2 separate regions of the Pan troglodytes genome follow, and region 2 is linked to region 1. Evidence: chromatin contacts called from public Hi-C data. All regions are on one chromosome and are shown on one strand. Each heading gives the region's core, a stretch centred on a gene start, on an enhancer-like site or on the middle of the called end of the contact. The rest is flanking DNA. Distances are from core to core; before and after follow the strand shown.

Region 1 (5,247 bases), core at 877-3,376:
TGCTTCAGGGACAATTAATTATCTGAAGGAATGCATGAAAACAGGCCACGCTCAGAATCATTAATGTAGATGCAGGTATTCTGTTCAAAGTGTTTTACTGGCCAGTGTGGTGGCTCATGCCTGTAATCCCAGTGCTTTGGGAGGCTGAGGCAGGAGGATTGCTTGGGGCCAAGGAGTTTAAGGCCAGCCTGGGCAACATAGGGAGATTCCGTCTCTTCAAAAAATAAAAACTAAATTAGCAGGAGTGGTGGCACGTGCCTATAGCCCTAGCTACTCAGGAGGCTGAGACCGGAGGATCCCCTGAGCCCAGAGTGAATTCAAGGCTGCAGTGAGCTGTGACCACACCACTGCACTCCAGCCAGGGTGACAGCGGTAGATCTTGTCTCTTAAAAAAAAAAGTGTTTTGCTAATGGATTATAAAGGATTATAAGGATGTGAACATTTGTAAGAGGAAAAATGAGAAGAGAATGAAGAGAAGGAAGAAACCGAAGTACACCAAAGTCAAAGAAGTGGGTTAGAGGAGAGTCAGATGGGAGCTCAGTGTGTTGAAAATAAGCGTTCTGAGTGGAAAGGTCCTAAGTGCACGAGGACATATGCTCACGTACTCTGGTTTTCTGAGGACAATAATGTGCCCCCTCTTTTCTGCCTTCTGGAATGGAGAGAAATCAGGCCGTGACCACAGGGTTGCCCGCACTGAAAGCACATCTCGGCTCCTGTAACCCTCTTCGGAGAGCATCCCAGCAGCCCAGTCTGGCCAGGGATAGAGCCTATCCCAGCTGGCGGACCCTACCAGAAGGAGGCGTCCCTGGGCTCTCTTTTTGCATAAACTATGGAGTGGCGTCCCTCTATCTGAATTAAGTCTATTGTTCCAGAAAATGGGTTTGTTTCTATTCATCCACTCCAATGGCTTTACAATGTCCAGGCACTGTGGGACTCCCTAGAGACATTGTCTTCTTGAACAGTCGAATAAGATATTTGGTTCTTTGGTCCTTATTTCCAAGCTCCTGGGTGCTAGAAGGTTGTATTCACAGCCTAGTCTAGCCCGTGCGTGGCACCGAGTACGTTTGGGAAAGGAAATCTAGATCAATAAAGTCAAACTATTCGGTCGGTCTTCGCTGGTTACCCGCTGGTGTGGGCGCGGGTGTGCTTGAATTTTTTTTTTTTTTTAATTATGAAGAAAAAGTTTAAGTTAAAAAAAAAAGCAAAAAATAACTTTAACCATCAGAACTGGGAGTGGAGCTCCTCAGGAGGACCGGGGCACACATTCTACACCGTACCTTACGTCCACCCTCACGCAGACATTCCTTCTTTCACGCTCCAGCTCGCTCTTTTTACTCCTACTTCCCTTTCTCCCTCTCCCGGATCAAGCGTTAATCTGCGAATCTCTGACCGCAAAAGAAGAAAAAAAAAAAAGGTGGGTGGGGGGATCCCGAAGTAGCAGAGCTAGGAGGAGGAGGAGGAGAAAAGAGAGGAGGAGGAGGGGGGAGGAGGAGGAGGAGCCCGGCGAAGCAGAGTCAGAGGGACTGGTGGCTCCGGCGAGTGTGCAGCCCCGGGGGAGCCGGCGCTCTAGGCGAGGAACCCGTCAGCCCGCCTACCCGCCCGTTGTCTTTGGCGCCCGCACGCTCTCCGGCCCGCGCCCAGGGGCCTGCTACACCCGGAGCTGGGGCCGCCGCTCAGGGGCGCTCGGGCCAGGGGCGCTGCTCGGGGTGAGCCCGCCGCGCCGCCAGGCTGGTCCCCTGCGCCCGCGCCCGCGGCCGGGATGCCGTTCTACAGGCGCACGGTGGTACCCCAGCGCCTGTGCCCGCGCAACCCGCCGCAGCAGCTGGCGGAGCTCCGCGACGTGAGCCACCTGGCAGCGCTCAGCCTGCTCCGGCAGCTCGCCGACCTCTGTGGCCACTCGTTGGCTCTGCTCGAGGACCTCGAGGGGCACCTGCTGGCCCTGGGGCGCCGCACAGACAGCCTGTACCGGCGCACCGTGCGCCTCCGCCGCCGCCTTCCCTGCCGCCTGCTTGGCCCGGAGGAGGACGAGGAAGAGCTAGGTAAAAACGGCGCCCCGGTGGCTCGCGGCCCCGCGTCTACCCCGCCTCTAGGGGCGCCGGTCGGCGCTTAGCGCTGTGCCCACCCTCTCCCCGCCTCTCTCCGCCCCTCCCCTCCCCTCCATTCGGGGAGTGAGGGGATCCCATTTCCCCGACCCCCGCCTCCGCCCCACCGTCGCCCTACCGCTGGAACTTCCTGCTCTTGGACCCGGTCGCGCCGTCCGGAGTGGCCCCGTGCCCTTGGGACTCCCGACCCTGGGGTTGGTGGCCGCCTCCTGGGGTTTTGGCTGGGGACGCGCTGGGTCCAGGACGGCTTGGGCGATACTCCCCCTACCCGCCCACCTAGCCCCAGGCCCTCGGCGCCGTCCTCATCGCCGCGTCGGGAGCTAAATGGCCGAGCCGCTGGCTTCTTTGCTCCTGTCTAGGAGCTCGGCCACTTCAGAAAGCGCGCCGCAGCCGACCGCAACCTACGCGGCGGCAGGAGCCGGCGGTGGTGCCTACAGGCTTTAAACCTGTGCAACTTCCCGCTGGAGCGTGGACGCGGCTCCCACTCACAGGAGTGTCTGAGCGTCCTCCCGCTTGCTTCTCTCCGCACGTTTTGGGCCGCTGTGCTGGGGAGTGGCCGGGAGGGGGGAGGGGAGAATGTCCGGGGCTTTGCTGACCCCCTACCCACTACCGCTAGGGTCTGGCTGTTATTTGCTGGAGAGAATCATTTAAAGAAACTATCATCAGTTTCCTGAAGCGCATTCACTTTAGGAATCAGCCATGCCTGAGAAACACCAGGTTTCAGTGGTGCCCTCACTGAGCACGCGGGACGTGTGAGAGGGTAGGGGGGCTACGCGAGCCCTTGTCCTTTACTGTTTTGGATCCCAGCACTTTACACGGGGAATCCTCTGTCTGTGGAAATGCAGTGCCCCTGAGACTGTGGGACTTCTGCTGAAAGCAAGGGGACTGAGTAGGCTGGAAATGCTGACTACAGCTGGGGCATGCCAGGTACCAGGGCCAATCGGTTCCTCCAGAAAGCTGGGGAGAGAAGGAGCAGTGTGGCCAGAAAGTTTCCGATGGAGGCAGAAGATGACTGCTGGCTGATTTCTGAGTGCAAGCTTCCAGCTAACTTGGGAAAGAATTGCCTGGGCCAGCCCCTCTTCATTGCAGACCCCACCCCATCCCCACCCCTTCCAGAAGGACTGGAGTCAGGCCCTGGCACCTCTCTTCATAAAGGTCTCTGACCTCTGAGGTAGATGGCAGAGGTCTCTGGTGGAGATAAATGAACTGAGTCCTATTGGAAAAGAAAGGTGGAAGCCACAGATGACTGCCAGATGGAATGTAGACGTTGGACCAGGAGCCTCTGCATGGCAGGGGCTCAGTTTTTTGCTGGGGTCCCACTGATTACAGGATTAGTCTAGGAGAAATTTGATAAGTCAGCTTGAGGAGTAGTTTTCAAAATCCCTACACAGTTTGCAGAGAGCCACCTACTGAGTTCAGTAGGGTAAGTTAAGGACAGTTTTTTCAACTCTACCTTCCTGTCCACTGAATTAGCAAGCCCTTTCCGTGGGAGGGAAGGCAGGGCTTCACCAAGTCACCTTTGGGACCTAACCCTCTCCGGTGATCTGCTAGGTTAGAAAGAGATGGCTTTATGCAATGGATAGCTTGCAATGGAGAGGAACAATTGTTAAGTTAAATTACCACTGGTTTGGCTTCTTGGCAGTTTTCAAGAGCAGGAAGAGTGGCCATCTCTCATCCCTGGTGTGGCCTCTTGCTTTTGAGAATGTACATGTCCCATGGCTCAGAGGCACCCAAAGGACTCTTGCATAAATGGAACACAGCTACCTTCTGTAAGTTGGTGAAAAGGTCTGATTTTCCATTTTCTGGTCTAATGCCCTACCCTAGACTCCCCTTGAAGTTCTCAGTGCACACTTTTCTCTTCAGGAGCTGTGATTGGGTAGCACTGAAATTAGGCCTTCTCAGCAATGGTCTGAACATAAGTGCCAAATGCAAAGAGAGTTGGGGAGCATAATCAGTGCACCATCTGGCCACTCCCTTGTCGCTCAGGCATAAGCTTCAACAGGGTGTTTAGCAAGCCGAATATTAGATTTTGACCGTAAATAAGTAAATAAATGAACATTGTCATGTCTTGCCCTTTTTTCTTCCCTATGCGTTTTCCTCCTAGGATTCCCACTCCCTTACTGACCATTTTGCTGGGGGTCAGCATTTTACCCTGCATATCCTCCATCTGTCTGGATTGCCCTCAGATTCTTCCTCTAGCTATTTATTTTGACCATGGGGCAGGAGAAACCTGGGAAGGTGGGAGGAAGTTTGGAAAGCAACATGGCCAGAGTGAATGACAGCTGACAGGCCAGCAGTATATAGCTTCCCTGCAGTGACAACTTGGCTGCCACTGACTGAGTAGTGGCAAGTCAGACTGGCCCATAGCCTGCAGGCTGGGCTGGGGCCCTGAGAAGCAGCAGGGAGAGGACAGAGAGAGGAGGAGCGAGATAGAGGAGGAGAAAGTGGATGCTGAAGAAGTTGAAGGTGCTTCTCTACACAATCACAATCATGGGTCATGCCCCCACCATCTTCAAGGTTACAGGGGTGGACTGGGCTAGGCTAGTTGCCTCGCAACATCCCACCCACTCCACTGAAGGCTGTTCTTTGGTAACTTGAACCCCTTTGAGACTGCCCTAAAAGCTCTTGTAACTGGTATGGTGTGGGAGATGGGGATGGAAGGAGGAGAGGGTAGACCACAGGACTGCCGAAGGCCCCTGTGGTTGTGTATCTGTGGCAGTTGCCACACCCTAGGCATGGCCCTGCCTATAAGTTGAGGTTTTCCCCACATCTGGTTTTGAATGTGTCCTGTTTTATGGCATCTGTGGCCTGTACACTGGGTTCTTCATCTAAAAAATGGTGTAGTCAAAGCCATTGGGAAATAGCTCCATGCCTGCCAGCATATGCTGAGTCAATCTAAGCTTTCCAACTTCTCCCTTGGAGATCTATATAATGTTTGTAGGTGCTTAGATGATAATTACAAAAGCAATCAGGCCATCCGCCTAGGGATATAATATCTCCTTTGCCATCAAGGAAGTCACTGAAGGGCTAGATTATTCTAGGTATGTTTAATAACACTGGAAAACTATCATGTTACACTAGCTCATGAACTTGCTGTGGAAAAGATGTTCTGTTGCTTCTTACAATTATTTTGGCTTGAATACAG
Region 2 (5,247 bases), core at 1,128-3,627, 210 kb after region 1:
GAGGGAGCTGCCAGACTTCACAATTTCTGTAAACAGTTCTTGAAAAAGAAACCACACACTTGTCTTTCTGCCAGCCCCCAGCTTGTCCCCGTAGCTGACAGCACTGCCATTGTCTTTTCTCTGACACCCTAGGGCAGGGCTTCTTAACTTGAGCTCCATGGACCTCCAAGGGGTGTGTGGAGAGAATTTAGAGGGTCTACAAACTTGGATGGGAAGATTAGTTGATCTTTTCTCCATGAACCTCAAACAACAATTTAGCATTTTCTCAAATTAGGAATGTAAGTGACAAACCGCAGTAGTGTTAGCGGTATCTGTGAGTTTATCACCAACAGAAATCACAAATATTTTCATATCACATTACTGTTGTTGTAAGTATCTCAAAAAATCATTTGTGTTCATCACCACTTCAACATTTCTAATCTATAGAATTGCCACTAAATCTTGTGATTTAGCGCATTATGAAAGTAGTAACACAACTAGATCACAAAATTTAAAAAATATTTTTCTAACCATTTCGGTATGATTGTTTGCCTTTGTGATTCTATGTATTTTATTTTATGCACCTGAAAACATTATTCTGAGAAGGGGTCCGGAGGTTTCACCAAACTGCCAAAAGCGTCCATTACCTAAAAAAAGACCAAGACCCTGCCCTGGATCTTGGAACTCTCCTGCTCCATGGTCCTCACTTCTGATCCACAGAACTTTGCCTATCTTACTGGAGGGGTCAAAAGCACTTGCATGTTAGTGCTGTGACACTGGTCAGGAGAAACTTTCTGTGCCTAGTTTCTTAATCTGCAAAAGGCAGAACAATAACACTACCTACCTTATAGGGTTGTGATGATTCAATGGGTTAAGAAATGTAAACCACTTAATGCCCAATACACGGTAAGCACTATTAGCTATTTTTGTTGTTATTGCTGGTTTATATCAATCATCTCATTAATATATGCTATTATTATCTCAATTTTCAGAAAAAGGAAACTGGGGCTTAGAAAAGTGAAATGACTAAGTCAAGGGAACACAGCAAGGGAGTGGCAGAGCCAGGGTTCAAAGCCAGGTCTATGTGACTCTCAAGCCCAGTGGAGGTCACTCTTTAGCACACTACTGAGAGGAGGTGATGGCTCTCAGAGAAATGGAAGCCATCAACAGGGTGCTCGCTGGGAAGGAGCAACTCTGCAAGCTCCTGCTTTGTCTCCCCTGCTTTCCCTACTGTCCACACCTCCAACCTTATCTGGGGGGCTCCTAGCTCCACGTGCATACCATCAGTAATCAGTCAGGTCTCAGGGGGCCAGTCCTCTTTCCAAAGGCCATTGCCAATGCAGCCTTCATCTGCAAAGAGGACAAGTCCATGTTCTCCCACTGAACCATAGTCTTGCAGTAACAAATTCACTTTGGAGTCATGGACCAGCCTCTGCTCCCAAGTAGATCTCAAGCCTCACAGGCCAGTGGGGTCGGGGTTAGAGGGCCTGAGGGGAACTCAGAAGGGCAGGGGCTTGTCTGGGGAGTGGAGGCAGTTTCGCGGAGGAAGTGGTCTTGGAACTGAGGAGAACATTGCCAGTTGGAGTGAGGCCAGGAATGTTCATGAATTTTTAAGGGAAAGGGAATGGAGTGTGCAAAGGCCCAGAGGCATGCAAGGGCCTCGTATGTACAGAAAAGCAGGAAGTAATTCAAGATGTCTGAAATTTGGGCTAAGTAGAAGAGGAAAGAAGGATAGCATAGGCAGATGAGATGGCATAGATAATTAATGAGCAGATAGGGAAGAAAATGCCAAAAGCAGGTCTACAAGTCTTCCCACGAGGAAGGAGAGCCATTGAGGGGTTTTGTAGAGGAGAAGCAAGGCCAGGTGTGTGAATTCAAAGGCCCACGGCCCCCACCCCCAGGCATGTTGAAGGTGGACCTATTAGAACAGGTAGAGACTAGAGCCTGCTTCAGTAGCTCAGGTGAGAGAGGAGGAAGGGCTGAACTGTGGGTGGAGAGGTTATCAATTTGGGGACACTCTTTCTGGCAAGCCTCATAGCCAACAGGCCTCATCTGTATGATGCAAGAGGTGAAGGAGACCACAGTCGCTGGAGGCACCCGCCCTTCTCTAGCTTGGTCATGTGAGGAGATCCTACAAGGCAAGGCTTCCCCAGGCCGTGGGACCTTCGCCATGAGTTCACCTGCTGACATCTTCCCTTTTAGCCTCTTTCTCACCTGAACAGCCCACTGCAAGAGCAGAATAAAAAGCCTGGGCCCTACTTTCCCACACAAACACACCACCCCCACCCCCCATCAGGAGAGTTGCTGAGGCGAGGGGCCCCGCTCTACCCCATGTGTGGCAGGCAGGAAGGGGAGAGGGGACACAGGGAGCAGGTCAGAGCCTGCTCTCTGTCAAAGGAAATATCCACCCTCCTAAGCCTTTAAGAAACTGTTTTCTTCCAAGTAGGTCCCGCTGTTACCAGGGCAACCGAGAGCCCTGGTATTTGTGTTTCTGTCTTTGGAGTCCCTGGGGAGAAGTGGCCTGCCGAGCTTTCCCTAGTCTGGGCAGGATACAGGAAGTGCTGGCCGGAGGTGGAGCCCACTCCCCACCTCCCATTAAGGGGGTGGTCTCTTGCCTGATTAATGCCTGTCCTTATCCCCTGGAAGAGTCCACCCCCACCCTCAGGAGCCACTTCTGGCGGTCAAGGGCACAGGCTTTGGCTCCTATGGACCTGGTTTCTCGGGGGCAGAATTCTGCACCTACCTTGTGGCACATCTCTCTCAAATGGGTGTCACCTGCTATCTGAGGCAGGTATCCAGGAGGGGCAAGCTCACATCAGACCATGGTACCTGCTGAGGGATCGTCACGCATGCTATGTTTCTTGATCACTTACTTTGTGCTAGAACTGGATCTGTGGGTCGGTTCTTGCTCCAGGGAGCTCTAGGGGAAGGCTCAGAACCAAACTGGCCATTAAATGTCACACGGGCTAGTTAGTTCCCAAAGCTCTATGCTGCTCTAGGCTGGGCTGTGTTGGATGTTAGAATTGCCTAGGGAGCTTTCTAGATGTAGACATTCCTGGAGATTTTGTTTCCAACGGCGTGGGTGCAGGTGGGGAGTAGAGGTTAAGAGCATGGGCTTTGGATGTCAAACTGCTGGGGTTCACAGTCAAACTCGGCAAACAGGGCAAGTGACCTCAAGCCACTTGCCTGATTGGTTTCCTCACTTACAGAATGAACGTGGGGAAGTCACAGCTGTTTCACAGGCAGCAAGATTTTCCTTGCCTTCCTCCATCGCTCAGCCCAGGAAAGGGTTTTTAGGACCCTCGCCATCCTTGTCACCCTTCTACTGTCTTCCTTCCTTCCTTCCTTCCTTTTATTCTGATGTTTTCTTACTCCTGGCAAGCCAAAGGGCTTCTGTGAGGTGCAACTTTGTCCCCTTCCACAGGGCAGCCAGGGCCCCAGGTGGGCCCTGCCCATCTCAAGGATTCCACATTGCTATTGCAGCAGCCCAGGAAAGCATTGGCGCATCTGACAGCCAGGTCAGTCTGTGATTCTGACCGATCTCCTGTCAATTCACATCCTCAGATTTTCATTTTCACAAGCTTCTTCTAAGCCACATCTCCCCCACTTAGGCTTCTGCAGTTGCTTTTCTGAACCTGACTGCAGGATCTCAGATGAGCCCCTAGTAAAGGTCATTTCAGTGCATCCTTCCAGGTTAGGGAGAGTTTTTTGGCCCCTCATTCCCTTTTAGAGGACATCTTCTAGTCCTCCAAGCTTTGTACCACCTGCAGATGCCCTTAGCAGGCTGCCTCTAGGTCTCCATCCAGTGGCCCATTTATTCACTCACTTCTTCATTTATGTACCAAACTAGGATTGAGATTCTACTGTGTACCAAGTAGTGTGCTGGGCCCCAGGGACTCAACAGTGACTAGACAGATCAAGAAGCCATGGCCCGAGAGGGGATGAGACTCATGCCAGAGCCCATATAGAGTCAGCGGCAAGGCTGGACTGGAATCCAGGGTTCTTTTCCCCATTCCCACAGTGCTTCCTGCTTTAGGGTTGGGGCAAGGCTGACTCTGTTTGTCTTTTTTTCCACCTTCTCTGGCCATAACACAATCTGGGCTCACCTATCACTACTTGTGATGTCATAAGAAATCCCCTGGGTGCTGGAGACCTTGTCAGGCCCCCTGAAGAGTACCGGGGAGTCCTAGTGCTCACTGATGAAGCCCACGACCCCATAACCCTGTTCCTCCCTAGAAGGGGCAGTCAACCACATACTTAGAACTGCCACCTGGCTGGTTCCCCCAGAGCTTCCAGAGATGGTGCACCTGATGCGTGCTTCGTTGCTTTGGCAAAGACCCAGAATCCAGGCAGGTTGAGACTTCAAGCTTGTCAGGAGTCTCTCCTGGGAGATAGCAAGCACGGTGTATTTGAGTTAAGAATGTATATGGGTTTGGGAGTCACGAAGACCTGGAGTCCCCCATATGACCTAATATCTCTGAGATTCAGGTCCCTCAGCTCTAAAAGGAGACAGCATCACCTGCCTCACTTAATTGTGGAGATGAAATGATGTTGGCGAAAGTCCCTGGCACATGGTCAGAAATACCATGGTTTCCTCCCTCCCTCCCTTCCTCTTAAAGGGACAAAGCAAATGTGCCTCTGAAACCAGGGTTTGTTTCCCCCACGGGAATCCTGCAAGCTGGAGGCAGGGGGGTAGGACAGGGCAGAACTAGGAGACCAGCCTGGCCTGTTAGACAGCAGGGCCAGCAGAGTGGGGGCAGAGAGGTGCTAAGTGTCCCCAGAGCTAATGGGCAGCTGCAGGGCTGTGACAGAGCCACTCACTAGCTGTCAACCTTGGGCCAGTGACTTCTCTCTAAGCCTCAGTGTCCTCATCTTTAAGATGAGGGTAAGGGTAGTTCTTTCCCCCCAGGATATCATTATCAGAATGAAATAAGATAACAGATGTGAAGTGCCTGGCACAGCACTCAAAAGCAGCAGAGGCTTAATGAATGTTCCCACCCACTTCCCCTGGAAAAAAAAAAAAAAGTCCAATTCATGCTGGGAAACTTGGGCAAATCCCAGAATGGGATTCAGTTTCTTCTGACCCCACAGTCCGTGAGGAGCCATGAGATCTTGCTTGGAGGGCCTCTTACATGGACTGCTCTGGGGACTTGTGATTCATCACCAGCTAACTCACTGGTATCCCATAGCGCCACCTAGTGCCAAAAAGCGGAAGGGCCCTCCCCAGCCAACCTGGCCTCTTTCTCTTCCTTCACTCAAAGTCCCATG

Evidence for each region. A called contact is a pair of places that touch in the nucleus more often than the background predicts.
Region 2: a Hi-C map of stem cell-derived neural progenitor cells shows a contact between it and region 1, with 5 times the contacts expected there. The contact joins two enhancer-like sites. A contact is called at or near these places in 2 of 7 Hi-C or Micro-C datasets (induced pluripotent stem cells and stem cell-derived neural progenitor cells).

What each region holds. Positions count from the first base shown.
Region 1 is chrX:69,710,440-69,715,686 of NHGRI_mPanTro3-v2.0_pri, forward strand. No RefSeq gene overlaps it. Among named protein-coding and RNA genes, the nearest start is that of CXHXorf49B, 150 kb to the left of the region's middle. Within about 2 kb of position 2,127, at least 6 of the 24 cell types and tissues checked have an H3K27ac peak or open chromatin away from gene starts, as enhancers often do. A contact at or near this core is called in induced pluripotent stem cells and stem cell-derived neural progenitor cells, where this site is marked.
Region 2 is chrX:69,922,499-69,927,745 of NHGRI_mPanTro3-v2.0_pri, forward strand. The region is part of intron 1 of NHSL2 (NHS like 2); the gene reads left to right. Among named protein-coding and RNA genes, the nearest start is that of RTL5, 7.8 kb to the right of the region's middle. Within about 2 kb of position 2,378, at least 7 of the 24 cell types and tissues checked have an H3K27ac peak or open chromatin away from gene starts, as enhancers often do. A contact at or near this core is called in induced pluripotent stem cells and stem cell-derived neural progenitor cells, where this site is marked.